Linked DNA regions of Mus musculus: all the other regions are linked to region 1. The links are chromatin contacts, called in public HiChIP or PLAC-seq maps. All regions are on one chromosome and are shown on one strand. Each heading gives the region's core, a stretch centred on a gene start, on an enhancer-like site or on the middle of the called end of the contact. The rest is flanking DNA. Distances are from core to core; before and after follow the strand shown.

What was found. HiChIP or PLAC-seq counts read pairs in DNA pulled down with a chosen protein or histone mark.
Region 2: a contact with region 1 is called in an H3K4me3 HiChIP or PLAC-seq map of embryonic forebrain, with 5 times the contacts expected there. The contact joins the enhancer-like site here to the promoter of Utp11 in region 1. A contact is called at or near these places in 7 of 39 promoter capture datasets (the 3T3-L1 cell line, cranial neural crest, embryonic stem cells and 4 more), 6 of 484 Hi-C or Micro-C datasets (cardiomyocytes, embryonic retina, embryonic somatosensory cortex and 3 more) and 15 of 115 datasets of contacts at active chromatin or transcription factors (craniofacial prominence, differentiating embryonic stem cells, embryonic basal ganglia and 11 more).
Region 3: a contact with region 1 is called in an H3K4me3 HiChIP or PLAC-seq map of craniofacial prominence, with 3 times the contacts expected there. The contact joins the enhancer-like site here to the promoter of Utp11 in region 1. A contact is called at or near these places in 4 of 39 promoter capture datasets (cranial neural crest, frontonasal cranial neural crest, liver and 1 more) and 13 of 115 datasets of contacts at active chromatin or transcription factors (acute myeloid leukemia, craniofacial prominence, embryonic basal ganglia and 9 more).

Annotation. Positions count from the first base shown.
Region 1 is chr4:124,691,640-124,695,588 of GRCm38.p6, reverse strand. Utp11 (UTP11 small subunit processome component) reads left to right here and starts at 2,035. Exons shown (of 8, transcript NM_026031.3): 1 at 2,035-2,149. The coding sequence starts at 2,087.
Region 2 is chr4:124,148,101-124,152,049 of GRCm38.p6, reverse strand. No RefSeq gene overlaps it. Among named protein-coding and RNA genes, the nearest start is that of Gm40241, 96 kb to the right of the region's middle. Within about 2 kb of position 1,624, at least 19 of the 459 cell types and tissues checked have an H3K27ac peak or open chromatin away from gene starts, as enhancers often do. A contact at or near this core is called in embryonic forebrain, where this site is marked.
Region 3 is chr4:124,176,554-124,180,502 of GRCm38.p6, reverse strand. No RefSeq gene overlaps it. Among named protein-coding and RNA genes, the nearest start is that of Gm40242, 94 kb to the left of the region's middle. Within about 2 kb of position 1,687, at least 19 of the 459 cell types and tissues checked have an H3K27ac peak or open chromatin away from gene starts, as enhancers often do. A contact at or near this core is called in craniofacial prominence and forebrain, where this site is marked.

The DNA of each region.
Region 1 (3,949 bases), core at 786-3,285:
GGTAGTTGTACAATGCCAATCTAGGGTTATCTCTAGAGTCCCCCACCTCCAGGGTACAACGATGGCTTCCCCAGATGCAGCTGGTCACTAATACTTCTTCAGGGGACAAGGCAGGAGTGGATACAGCTACCATCCGGTCATTCTATCAGATAGCTAAGCTTCTTGAGATGTGGCTAGGAAGGTAGTACCAGACTAGATGATGAAGTAGCTTGTTTCCAAGGATGACAAACCAAACAGAGTTTTCCCTCACACATGTGGACCTAACTGGGCAAAAAAAGATCAAGTGTAGAGGCAGGAAAGAGACTTTTTGTACTGTGACCTTTTTCATATCCACTTGTCCCCTGGACTCTCTGAAGAGGGCTTCCATGTGTTCTTCAGTAGGAGAGACTTTACCAGGGTCAGGTAAAATGGATGCAATTAAAGAGTCTGGAAGCCTGTGTCGTGGTACATGTCTTTAATCCCAGCACTTGGCAAGTGGATGTCTGTGAATTCGAGGCCAGCCTGGTCTACATTGTGACTTCTAGGACAGCTAGGACTACATTGTGACATCCTGTCTCAATAAAACAAAAACAACAAGGAGCTGGCTGAAGATTAGTCTCCCATAGTGGAAAAGATTCCAAATGCCAACAGATGAAAACATACGGGGGTGGGGTGGGGGTGGGGGTGGAGGGTGGCAGGCATGGGGGGGGGGAGAGCACAAACAAACCCAAACATTGCTGTGATGCTTGGCTGGGTCCAACTCTCTCTTGTGCTACTTAAAGGTAGCTTTAGTGGTGACAAAAATAACAGGATGGCTGGGCACACTGTCACACACTTGTAATCCCAGCTCTTTGCAGACGCAAGAGATCACTGTGAATCTGAGGCCAGCTTGATCTATGAGTGTCAGTGCAGCCAGGCCTACATAGCTAGACACTGCCTCAAAACATCAAACCTAATCAGACTAAGTCAACCCCAATAAAACAAACTAACAAAACAAAACAAAACAAAAACAGAAACAAATCAATTTTATTGTGAACCTGCTAACAAGTAAACCCAACATTAAGCACTGAAAACATATGTCTTTTAAACCTCAAAATCCTGAGGGTATAGTATTATTTTATTATTTTACAACTAGATGTGGATACCAAGCCTCAGCAAAACTAACTTTCCTTGGTTAAGAGCAGAGCTGGCACCAGAACACTCCCTCCACAGTTCGCGGCTCTCTATCCATCACATTAACTACCTTATGTTAAGTCGGCCAGCTAGACGCACAACTTTGATGGCTGTGAAGGACTCGGAACTTTATTGCTATTAGATGATTCTTTTCTACTCTGCTTATAGATACAGTTCTGCCACTCAGAGCCCTTGATACTCCTATGAGCAAGACCAGTCTGCTATTATTATGTTCGTTTTATGGGTGAGAAAAATGATGCTCTTTAAAGTCAAGCAATCAGCTCAGAGCCACGCAGCCAGAAGTCAGCTGAGGAGCCAAATATGGTTTTAAAGTACTCTTTCTAGTATACTGTAAGATTCACATTATTTCTAGTTTTTGGTTTGTTTGTTTTTGTTTTGTTTTTAGACTGCGATTTATTTTACTATGTAGCCCTGGCTGGCCTGGCAATCACTATGTAAGACCAGGTTAGCCTTGAACTTACAGAAAATTGCCAGCTTCTACCTCCAGAGAGCTGGGGTTAAAGGTGTGAGCCACGTTCTAGTTCTACTTAGAATCTTAACCCACACCAAGTCTCAGGTGACAGCACATGCGCACACGCAAGCCGAGCGTAGCCAGAGAGCAGTGCCAGCCATGTGTTCCCAGATGCCAACGTGCGGCCTGGAGCGAAGTCTAGGTCTCTGGACCAGTGGACGTTCTCTGCGAACCGAGAGCTGTGAAAGAATCCCAAGACTCTAGCTTTGGAAACTACATCTCCCAGAACCCTCCGATTCAGGCCGCTTGAGAGGGGCTGTATTTCCGGTAAAGCAGGCTTCTGATAGGCTGCATTGCAAGCCGCGTCTTGGGCCTGCTTCCGGTGTCTTGGCGGACGCGGCGGGGTGGGTAGTGCTGTCGTGGTGGTGGAGTTTGCTGAGCATTTCCTAGACCTCAGTAGGCATGTCGGCGGCTTTTCGCAAGGCAGCCAAGACCCGGCAGCGGGAACACCGAGAACGAAGCCAGGTAGGCCCTCGCAAGCCTCAGGGGCGCCTGCAGTGGCCCCCGCCCCCTCGCTGTCCCTGCATCCGGATACGGGACAGCGCATCTGCCTTCAGTCAATACCCAACACATGGGGCCTGACCCCAGCGTGCCTTGTCGGGGAGACCCAGGGACAGGGTAGGAGGATTGTCATTCTCTACGGTAGAGGGTCAGTGGGTAATTGAGTGAGGCAGGGTGTGCTAGAGGCCTTTCCCTGGGAACTTGAGACCAAAGTCAAAGGAATGTAACCGAGTGACCAGCGACAGTAGGCGCCTCACAACCGACGCATGCCCGGGTGTTCCTAAACTGGGCCCAACTTTTGGCATGGGATTTGCGGTTCGTGTAGATCTGTCATATGCTTCCCCCTAAAATCGTGGCACTTTCCTTATCCCTTCTGGAGAATGTCTTGACCATTTACAAACTTTGCTGGACCTCATAGCCCAGGTCTATAATGGCATCTACCCAAGAGGCCAAGGCAGAAGGATCCCAAAATCGGGGCCTGTCTGGGTCACTTAGACCTGACTCAAAAATCTAAAAAAATTCTAGACATAGGCCTCAATGGTGAACTGCTTGCCTAGCAAGTAAGGGCAGTAGGCGTAGTCCTTGGTAAGAAGAAAAAAAGGAGGGAAGTGGGGAGTTCCCCCACTTAATTTAGTTAGAATAAATAGGTGTGGATTTACTCAGGAGAATGTGTTAGGGTTTGGATATGCAATACAAATAAAGATGTATGCAGAATCACTTTATCCACTTTGCCATTCTCAGAAATTACATCATAACTGGTTCAAACAAGCTTTTAACAAGCCTTGGAGAGAGGGCTTAGCCGTTAAGAGTACTCGGCTGCTCTCTCAGAGTTCAAATCCTAGCACTCACATTGTGGGTTCACAAATAGCTTTAACTCCACTCTAGGAATTCCACCACCCCCTCTGGCCTCCATAGGCCCTGCACTCACATTCATTCATATTCTTTATCTCTCTCTCTCTCACACACACACTAACTTTTTTTTTTTTTTTTTTGGTTTTTCGAGACAGGGTTTCTCTGTATAGCCCTGGCTGTCCTGGAACTCACTTTGTAGACCAGGCTGGCCTCGAACTCAGAAATCCGCCTGTCTCTGCCTCCCAAGTGCTGGGATTAAAGGTGTGCGCCGCCACCACTGCCCGGCCACACTAACATTTTTTAAATTAAAAGATTACTGAGTGTGAGTGTGTGAGCGGGTGTTTGTGGGAGCACATCCTGGGCCAGGGTTGTGATTTGTCCGACATCCTGACGTGGGTGCTGGGATCTGGAAGAGGAGAATCTGTGTTTAACTGTTAAGCCGTCTTTTTACTCCTCAAACAAATATTTTTTATTATTATTTTTCTTTTCTTTTTAAAGGCAAGAGGATCAATAGTTCAGGGAACGCATCAGATTTTAGGATGTTCTGGGCTCCATGAGACAGGATCTCAACAAAACAAAACAGGCTGGGAAAGTGGTGCAGCTAGCAGATGTGCTTGCCGCACAGCCTGGCAGCCTGAGTCAGACCCTCAGGACTCATTCACTAAGGGGAAGGAAAGAGTGGACTATTTTTTTTTCTTCTTTATTTTTTGAGATTATAGCTTCATTACAACGTTTCATCTTTCCCTTTGCGACCTCTATAAACACTCCCATGGACCACTGCTTGGTCTTTCAATTTCATGGCTTCCTTTTTTTTGAGAGTGGACTCTTTAAGATGTTGTCCTCTGTCCTCCACGTATGCCATGGCATGTGCACCCACGTGTACACATTCATATACACAAAATGAAACCCAGG
Region 2 (3,949 bases), core at 375-2,874, 540 kb after region 1:
GTTCTAAGTCTAAGCCTGAGAGACCCAGCAGCTCCCATGAGCCTGTGATCTGGGGACCGTGTGAGTGCAGTGAGGCCACCTTGCTGTCCAGCGAGTGCTCCAGCGAACCACCGGAACCACGGGGAGAGACCACATAAAGGGCAAGGCACCCAAGCAAAAGGTACCAGCCACATGGCCTAACTCAAGCTAAGAAACAGCCCTCTGTGGGAACCTCCCAGAGCAAAGCTGAGCTCTGAGCTGCCCCACCAAGCCCTGGCCCTACTGCAGAATCCTGAAAAAAAAAATAACCGATGGTTATCTCTTTACATGTATACATTTATTTTATTGGGGTGATATGTGGGTGCCATGGTGCATGTGTGGGCCCAGAGGACAACCAGAGGGAGTTGGTCTTCTCCTTCCACTATGGAGGTTCCAGGAGCTGACCTCACATTATCAGGTTTGGCAGCAAGCACCTCCACCCACTGAGCCATCCCACTGGCCCCAAATAATCACATGTTAAATCATTCAAACCTGGGGTAGTTTGTTACTGCAGCAGTGGGTAGCTGAAACAGCAGGGTAACATGTAGACAGTAACAGACCCAAAGGACTTCATTGTTTCCTCTGGCTGGTGGACTGTGGAGAAGGCTCAGAGAACCTCCCCTTCTTTCTTTGTCCCTCTCCCCCTCTCCCCTGTGACAAATTTCAAACAGCTCCACCGATAACAACCAGAAGGAGCTCACTCGCCTTGCCTGCTTGCCCGTTGGAAGAGGGTGGCAGCACTGTGCACCCACTGTGGCTTTTATTGTCACTTCCATGTGCCAATCCATTCCACCCCACAGCTGAGAAGACTGAGCTACAGTGACGTGAAATAACACCCTGAGGTCTCGTAGCCCAAATTTGAGCCTAGAGCCCACTTTAGAACTCTTAGTGGTCAGCCGGGTGTGATGGAGTTTGCCCATCATCCCAACACAGGGTAGGCAGGTGTGGGAGGATTATGAGTTTGAGACCAGCAAGGGTTACATAGTGAGGCCCTGTATAAATAAATACACAAAAATAAAAACAACGGGGAACAAATAACCAACATCTATTAGGGTCCAATTGAATCCAGAACCTCACATACAGAATCTCTCTTCCTTATCCCAATGCCTGAGCGTTTGTTCATTAGACCTTTCTGTCGTGGGGCTCACCCTCTCCCAGAGTGAGATTTCTCTCCCTAAATCTTCTTACTTAGGCCAGGCTGGCAGACCCCCTGCCCACTCGGGCCCCCTGCAGTTGCCTAGCAAGGCAGCAGCTTGCACTCCAGTCCTGTTTCCAGCCCCCCCGGGAATCTCTTGACTCTGAAATTGGTTCCGGGAACACTTTTGCTCCCACCATTATCCTGTCTTCCTTGACACCCCCTCCCCCAGCACTTTTTTTTTTTAATACTAAACTTTCTCTGAATTCACCTGATTTTTCCCATCTCCTTTACATTCTTTATGGCAATGGAGAAATAATCACCGCTTCTCCGGCAGGGTGATGGGAGTGTGCAGTATTAACTGTAAATCAGGCAGAAATTGGTGGAAGGGGAAGGGTTTGATGAGGTGCAGAGACATTATATCATTTTAAAGCACTTTCCTGGTCTCCAGTAATCCCCATGTAAATGAAAAGGAGGCGACGTGCCTCTCTCTCCGAGGCTGCCCCGAGGAATGCAGGGAAAAAACGCTGGGCTGCAGAGGAAGATGGACTGGGGCCGGGCTGGGACCGAGCTGGGGGGCTGGGCAGGGAGGCAGGGATGCCCCAGGCTGAACCCCAACCCTTCCAACTAGGACTTGCCCCACTAGAACTTGAATCCTTCTGGCTCTGCTGGGACATCTAGGAAGATGTAGACCCTGAGCTATGGAGGTGGGGAAGGCAGCGGTGTTCACCAACAGAGGGCATAGCAGCCTCGGACCAGGCAGGCTCTCAAGCCCAGGGCTGTTTGCTGTGAGCCTTTTAGTGGGTCCATTATCATAAGGACCAGAGGGCGTTATAGAACACAGAGGTGGGGAATCGAGGGGCAGGTTGCTAACACCCTGCTCTGCACGGAGCACTCCACGGAACAAAGAGCCACCTCTCCTAAGTGCCACCGACTCCCCCTCCCTCCATGCAGCCTGACAAAGGACCCGATCCTCCTGAAGAGCAGCCATCTGTCTAGCCCAGGCCAGCAGGAGCCATTTCCAGAGGAAGAGAGTGAAGGCCTGCCATTCTCTCCCTGGCCTCCTGGCTCCCATTGAACTTAAGTCAATTTATCCCCAGCTTACTGACAGCTTACGTCACTGAATTCAGCTACTTGATTTCATCAGGTCTAATCGTTCTAGGTTGAGAGGGGAAAGTGCTGTGCTTTTTGACCACTAAGAGGGGTTTTTTTTTTAACTTTATTGACTCATTGAAAGTGTTCTTTAATACTTACTTGATTGTTCTCTGTCATGGAATACAGTAAGTGATAAATTAGCCACAGAATCCCTCACTTTCCTGCTCAGGATCCAACTCTTCTATATCACCTTGCCCCTTAGGTCACTCAGTGTCCACATCTTTCCATTCAGTGGCCTCTGAGACACCAAGAGAAGAGATATGGCAGCAAAGAGTGGGCTCTGCCAGTATCTTTGGGGGTTTCTTTCTGAACTCTGGGTAGCTATATTCTCTGTGTGCAGTGGTGGCTCTTTCTTAAGCATTGTCTCAGATAGGGTTACCATGGCTGTAATGAAACACCATGACCAAAAGCAAGTTGGGAAGAAAAGATTCATTTGGCTTACACTTCCACGTCATAGTTCATTACTGAAGGAAGTCAGGACAGGAACTCAACTAGGGCAGGAACCTGGAGGCAGGAGCTGATGCAGAGATCATGGAGCAGTGCTGCTTACTGGCTTGCTCAGTCTGCTTTCTTATAGGACGCAGGACCACCAGCCTAGGGATGGCACCACCCATCATGGGCTGGGACCTCCCCCATTAATCACTAATTAAGTAAACACCTCAAGTAAGCTGGACTTATGGAGGCATTTCCTTAATTGGCGTTCCCTCCTTTCAGATAGCTCTAGCTTGTGTCAAGTTGACATAAAACTAGCCAGCACAGACATCAGCAGGCAGTTTGCAGACAGTAAACAAGACTTATTTCCTTGCTCAAATAGCCACAGAATATTTTATTGATAAACCACAGAGAGGCTGGCTGCTGTGTGTGGTCAGTCCTTACCGAACATCTATGTCAAACACAGCCACAGTCACTGGGGCATCACCACTACTGTCTGGTAGCAGCAGCCACAAGGCATTAAGCAGCATTCAGTATAGAACCTAGAACTTGGGAAACATACAGCCTGGGAGATGGCTCCATGGGCAAAGGTGCTTGCCACCTAAACCTGACATCCTGAGTTCAATCCCCGGAACTTGCATAAAAAGCTGGGTGGAGTGGTGCACACCTGCAACTCCAGAACTCCTGTTTTGAGACAAGAGGCAGAGACAAGAGAATCACCTGGAGCTAATGGGCCGGCTAGCCCCGAGCACACAGCACACAGAAGAGACCTTGTCTCAACAAGATGGAAGGCAAGAATAGACTTCCAAAAGCTGTCCTTTAATGGCCCTACACATTCCATGGCATGAATGAATACACACACACACACACACACACACACACACACACACAGAGAGAGAGAGAGAGAGAGAGAGAGAGAGAGAACTTAAGAACGAGTTAATGAGTTAATGGGCATGAGCATACGCTCAGAGTCCGGAGATGCCTGCCCCAGTGTGGTGCTGGGGATGTGTGTGTTATAGACTTGACAGAGTTTGAAAGCAAAAACATATGATAGATTAGTCTGAATGTCAGATCAAAATCAAATAATTTTTAGTATAAGTATGTTTCAATACCCCATGGAACTACTTTTATGAAAGAGAGGACAGAAGCAGAGAGGCAGAGTCAAACTGACCAGGGTCCTGTATTTCCTAGACTTCCCTACTATGGGGT
Region 3 (3,949 bases), core at 438-2,937, 510 kb after region 1:
ATCTTTCTCCCACGGACCTTGTGCAGCTCCGTTGAGAAGCATCTAAAAATTAATTACACATTCTTTATAAAATATAATTATGATAAGAAAAATAAAATACGAACTACTAGAGAATATATTAAATATTGAGTTTGCATATAACATTCAAATAAAACCCTTTCCAACGTTTTAATGAGAAACTCCAAATTGCCTCCAGAAGAATATTTTTTTAATATCAAGTTTTATACTGGAAATGATTACCTAATTGATCAAATGACTCCACAGAAACAATCAAAACATTAGGGAGGATCTTTTCAAATCCTTGATAGCCATTCTCCTTGAGGGAGTCTGTTCTAGGAGTCATAGAGTACTTACAGTCATTTAAGACAAATATTTAACCCATGATTGAAATTATGCTTACAGAATAAAGGAGGCCTTTTCTTAGTGATAAAAGTAACATTAGAATGTATTGTGCTAAAGCAAACACATGCACGAAGTATTTCAGAACCCTGCTAGAGTTCTAGTCTGCAGAGCAGAAACACTCTGCAGGTCTGGGGTGATGGTGAAGTTGGTAAGGCACTAGTCTTGAAACCACAAGGCTCCCCAGAGTTTGAGGCTCACCAGAACCCTGCCAAGCCTGGTGTTGAGGCTTGTAACACCAGCACTGAGGGCAGTTAAGGTCCTCTGGAGAGCCGATCTAACCTAAATGGTGGGTTCCAGGTCAGTGGGAAACCCTATCTCAAAGGAGGTGAACACCATTCCTGACGATGGCTCCTGAGGCTGTCCACTGGCCTCCACATGCACACATTTACACCCACATACGTGTGTGTGCATGCACATGCATATGTCCCGGTGTCTCCACGGGGACATTGCAGAGGGGGATTGGCATGGTGAGCCTGCCAGAGTGTTGCCGTGCCTTGTCTGCTAACACAAACTCCAGCCTCTCATGGGACCTCATCTTCATGATGGACTCGGCCACATGTCACCTGGTACAGGGCATCTCAGGCACCTGTGTTTCCTGGTGCCTTTCCACTGATCTCCAGTCCAAGAGTCCCAGAAATCCCAGGGGCGGTCAGACTGCTGGGACAGTGAATGGAGAAGGAGACCTTAGCATTTTTGGCCCCTGGGGTACACTTTGGCTCAGAGGATCGAGAAGGAGGCTCACAGTCAGCTTTGGCATAGAGGTGCAGCCCACTGACTGGGAGTAGGAAGCCTTAGTGGATGTTGCTTTGGTTATCCCAAATCCCAGAGCATAATAGTGACTGGGGCTAGATAAGAGCTGAGGACACTTCTCAATCCTCCTAGGTCCTCAAGAACCCTTGAAGTGACTTGAAGGACCAGGCCTAGCTACCAAGGAGACAGAAAACGCAGGGATGTGAGGGGCAGCTGGGACTGGTAACAGAGGGTGTGGGGAGATTAGCAGGGGAAAAAATGGAGGCAGCTAGGAATGGACAGGACAGGGAGGGGTGTTGCAAAGACGGAAGAGAGACCTGAAAATAGACAGAAACTGGCAAGACCTGACGGGCCCAGAGTGGTGTATGGGAAAAATGTATGGAAAGCGCTGATGCAAAGAATCTAGCTGGGTGAGTAAGATGGAGGGGGCGCGGGGACCCGGGCGCCTGGCGAGTCTGGGCCGCTGCTACTCAAACACAGGCGCGGGCGCCCTTTGGAGAAGTCGGCGCTCAGCGGAAACGCTAACTCCGCGGGCAAGAGCAAATGTAAAGAGCCCTGAGAGCACTTTGTGCAAATATCAGGCCGGGAAGTGCTGCGCCCGCGGAGCTGCCGGGCACCTCGGCGCCCCCGCGCCCTCGGCTGCGCGCTAATTCACTTTGCCGTCACCTCCCCGGGCGGGGGGCGGCGGGGCGCGGGCAGACGAAGCGTTCTAAGGGCGCGGGGCAGCTCGCGGGGCTCTGGGGCCGCGGCCCTGCCTAATGGAGCAAAAGACAGATCAGCAGAAGCCGGGCAGGTGCAGCGGGAGGGCGAGCATCGCCAGCGGTAAAGTCAGAGCCAGAGCTGCAGGGAGGACTGACTGTGTCGGGGGTCCTGTCCTTGAATTTGGGGGCTCCCACCTGTAGGTGGTCAAACTCTCTCAGCAAGACCTCCTGAGCCTCTGAGAGAAAAGGATGAGATGGAAAGGGATGCTGGAGAGGAACGAGGTTCCTAAATGCTCAAGGGCAGTTAACCATTTACCACTGTATAAGTGTCTGATGTGTAAATGCAATAATGCTTTTAACAAAAGCCCACCTTACAGATGAAACGGTTAAAGCACAGAGAGAGCCAGTCACCCATTCAGGGTTGCACAGACAGTAGCTCGCTGGTGAACAGTCTCAATCTGGCCTCAGAATTTACTCTCGAGCCCCTGACAGGGATCTGTTTTATGGATGCATTCATTTTTCTTGGGAGGGAAAGGAGGCTCAAAACTCTGGAACTGTGAGCCAGGTAGTGAAGCCTCAAGACACTAAGGGGTCGGCTCAGAAAACACGAGTGTGGGTGGATTCGCGGGACTCCAGTTCAATGTCGTGTTCACCACTAAGATGTTGAGAAATGGATTCAGCCTATGGTCGCGGGCCTATCAATCAACCTCACAGGGTTATTGTAAAGATTTGGTTAGAAAGCGTGCATGAGGAGCCTGGCCCGATATCAGCCTTGGTGAATTTATTTGATTGATATTTACCAAGAGTGGGCTCGATGCTCTTGCAGGAAACAGGGGTTAGTTCCCAACACCCAGGTCTCATGACTCATAACTGCCTGGAACTCCATTCCCTGTGGAACCAATGCCCTCTTCTGGCCTCTGAGGACACCTGTATATACCACTACCATCCCCGCCCCACCCAACACAAATGAAAGTAAAATAAACCTTACAGAAATAGCTGTACTGGGGCTGGAGATGTAGCTCAGTTGGAGAGTGCTTGCTTAGCATACAGGAAACCTTAAGTTCATTCACCAATCTCAGTATAAACTGGGTGTGATGATATATACTGTGATATATACTGTGATATCAGCACTTGAGCGGTAGAGGCAGAGTATCAGACACTCAAGGTTACCGGGACTACATCTCTAATTTTAGGTTAGTGTTGGCTACAAGAGAGTTTCTCTCAAAAACAAAACAAAACAAAAAATGATCTGTACTGGATCCTTACAAAACAGAGATGCCTAAGCTAGAGATCTCACCCCCAATGTGAGTTTGTAAGACAGGAGACCGGTCAAGTGAACAATGTATTCAAGGTTATCCTTAGAGGAGGAGGGAAATGTCTGGAAAGTGCCCAAGGATCCATCCAGAGGACCACATGAATGACGCCAGGAAGATCTCTCTGCGGAAGGGCAGCTGATGGCAAGAGATGAGGTGGAGCCAGTCAGAAGAAACAGAATTGCAATTATGTCCTGGAGAGAGCATAGCCAAAGCCAAGGTGCTGGGGCAGGAACAAGCTTGGCGGGCGCCAGGCATTGGTAGCGGAAGTTCAGCAAATGGGGGGCACAGTGGCACAAATGAGGTTCAGGGAAGCCACTGGAAGCCATGCGAGAGATTTAAGAACAGGAGACATGAGTTCATTTCTACGCTCTCCCCACCTTGAGATACGGCCTTGAGATGTATCCTGAGCTGGCCTCAAGCTAGTGATTCTCCTGCTTCAGCCTCCTGGGTGCTGGGAGATTAGATCACGTGGGTGTGCCACCATACCAGGCTCTATTTAGATTCCTTAAAAAATTATGCTGGCTGTCATCGCATGGAGATTGTAGAGGAGAAAAAAAGTTATAAGAGAGTCTTCCAGGCTTGAACTAAGAAAAGACCATGGGTGGGGTGGGGTGGGGTGGTGGGTAGAGGGATGGTACACTACAGGGATATGGCATATAGCCAAAAGGTATGGACAGGTGGGAAATATTTTCTTTCTTTCTTTTTAAATAAAGATGTCTTTACTTATTTTACGGATATGGATAGTGTAGCTGCCTTCAGACACACTGGAAGAGGGCATTG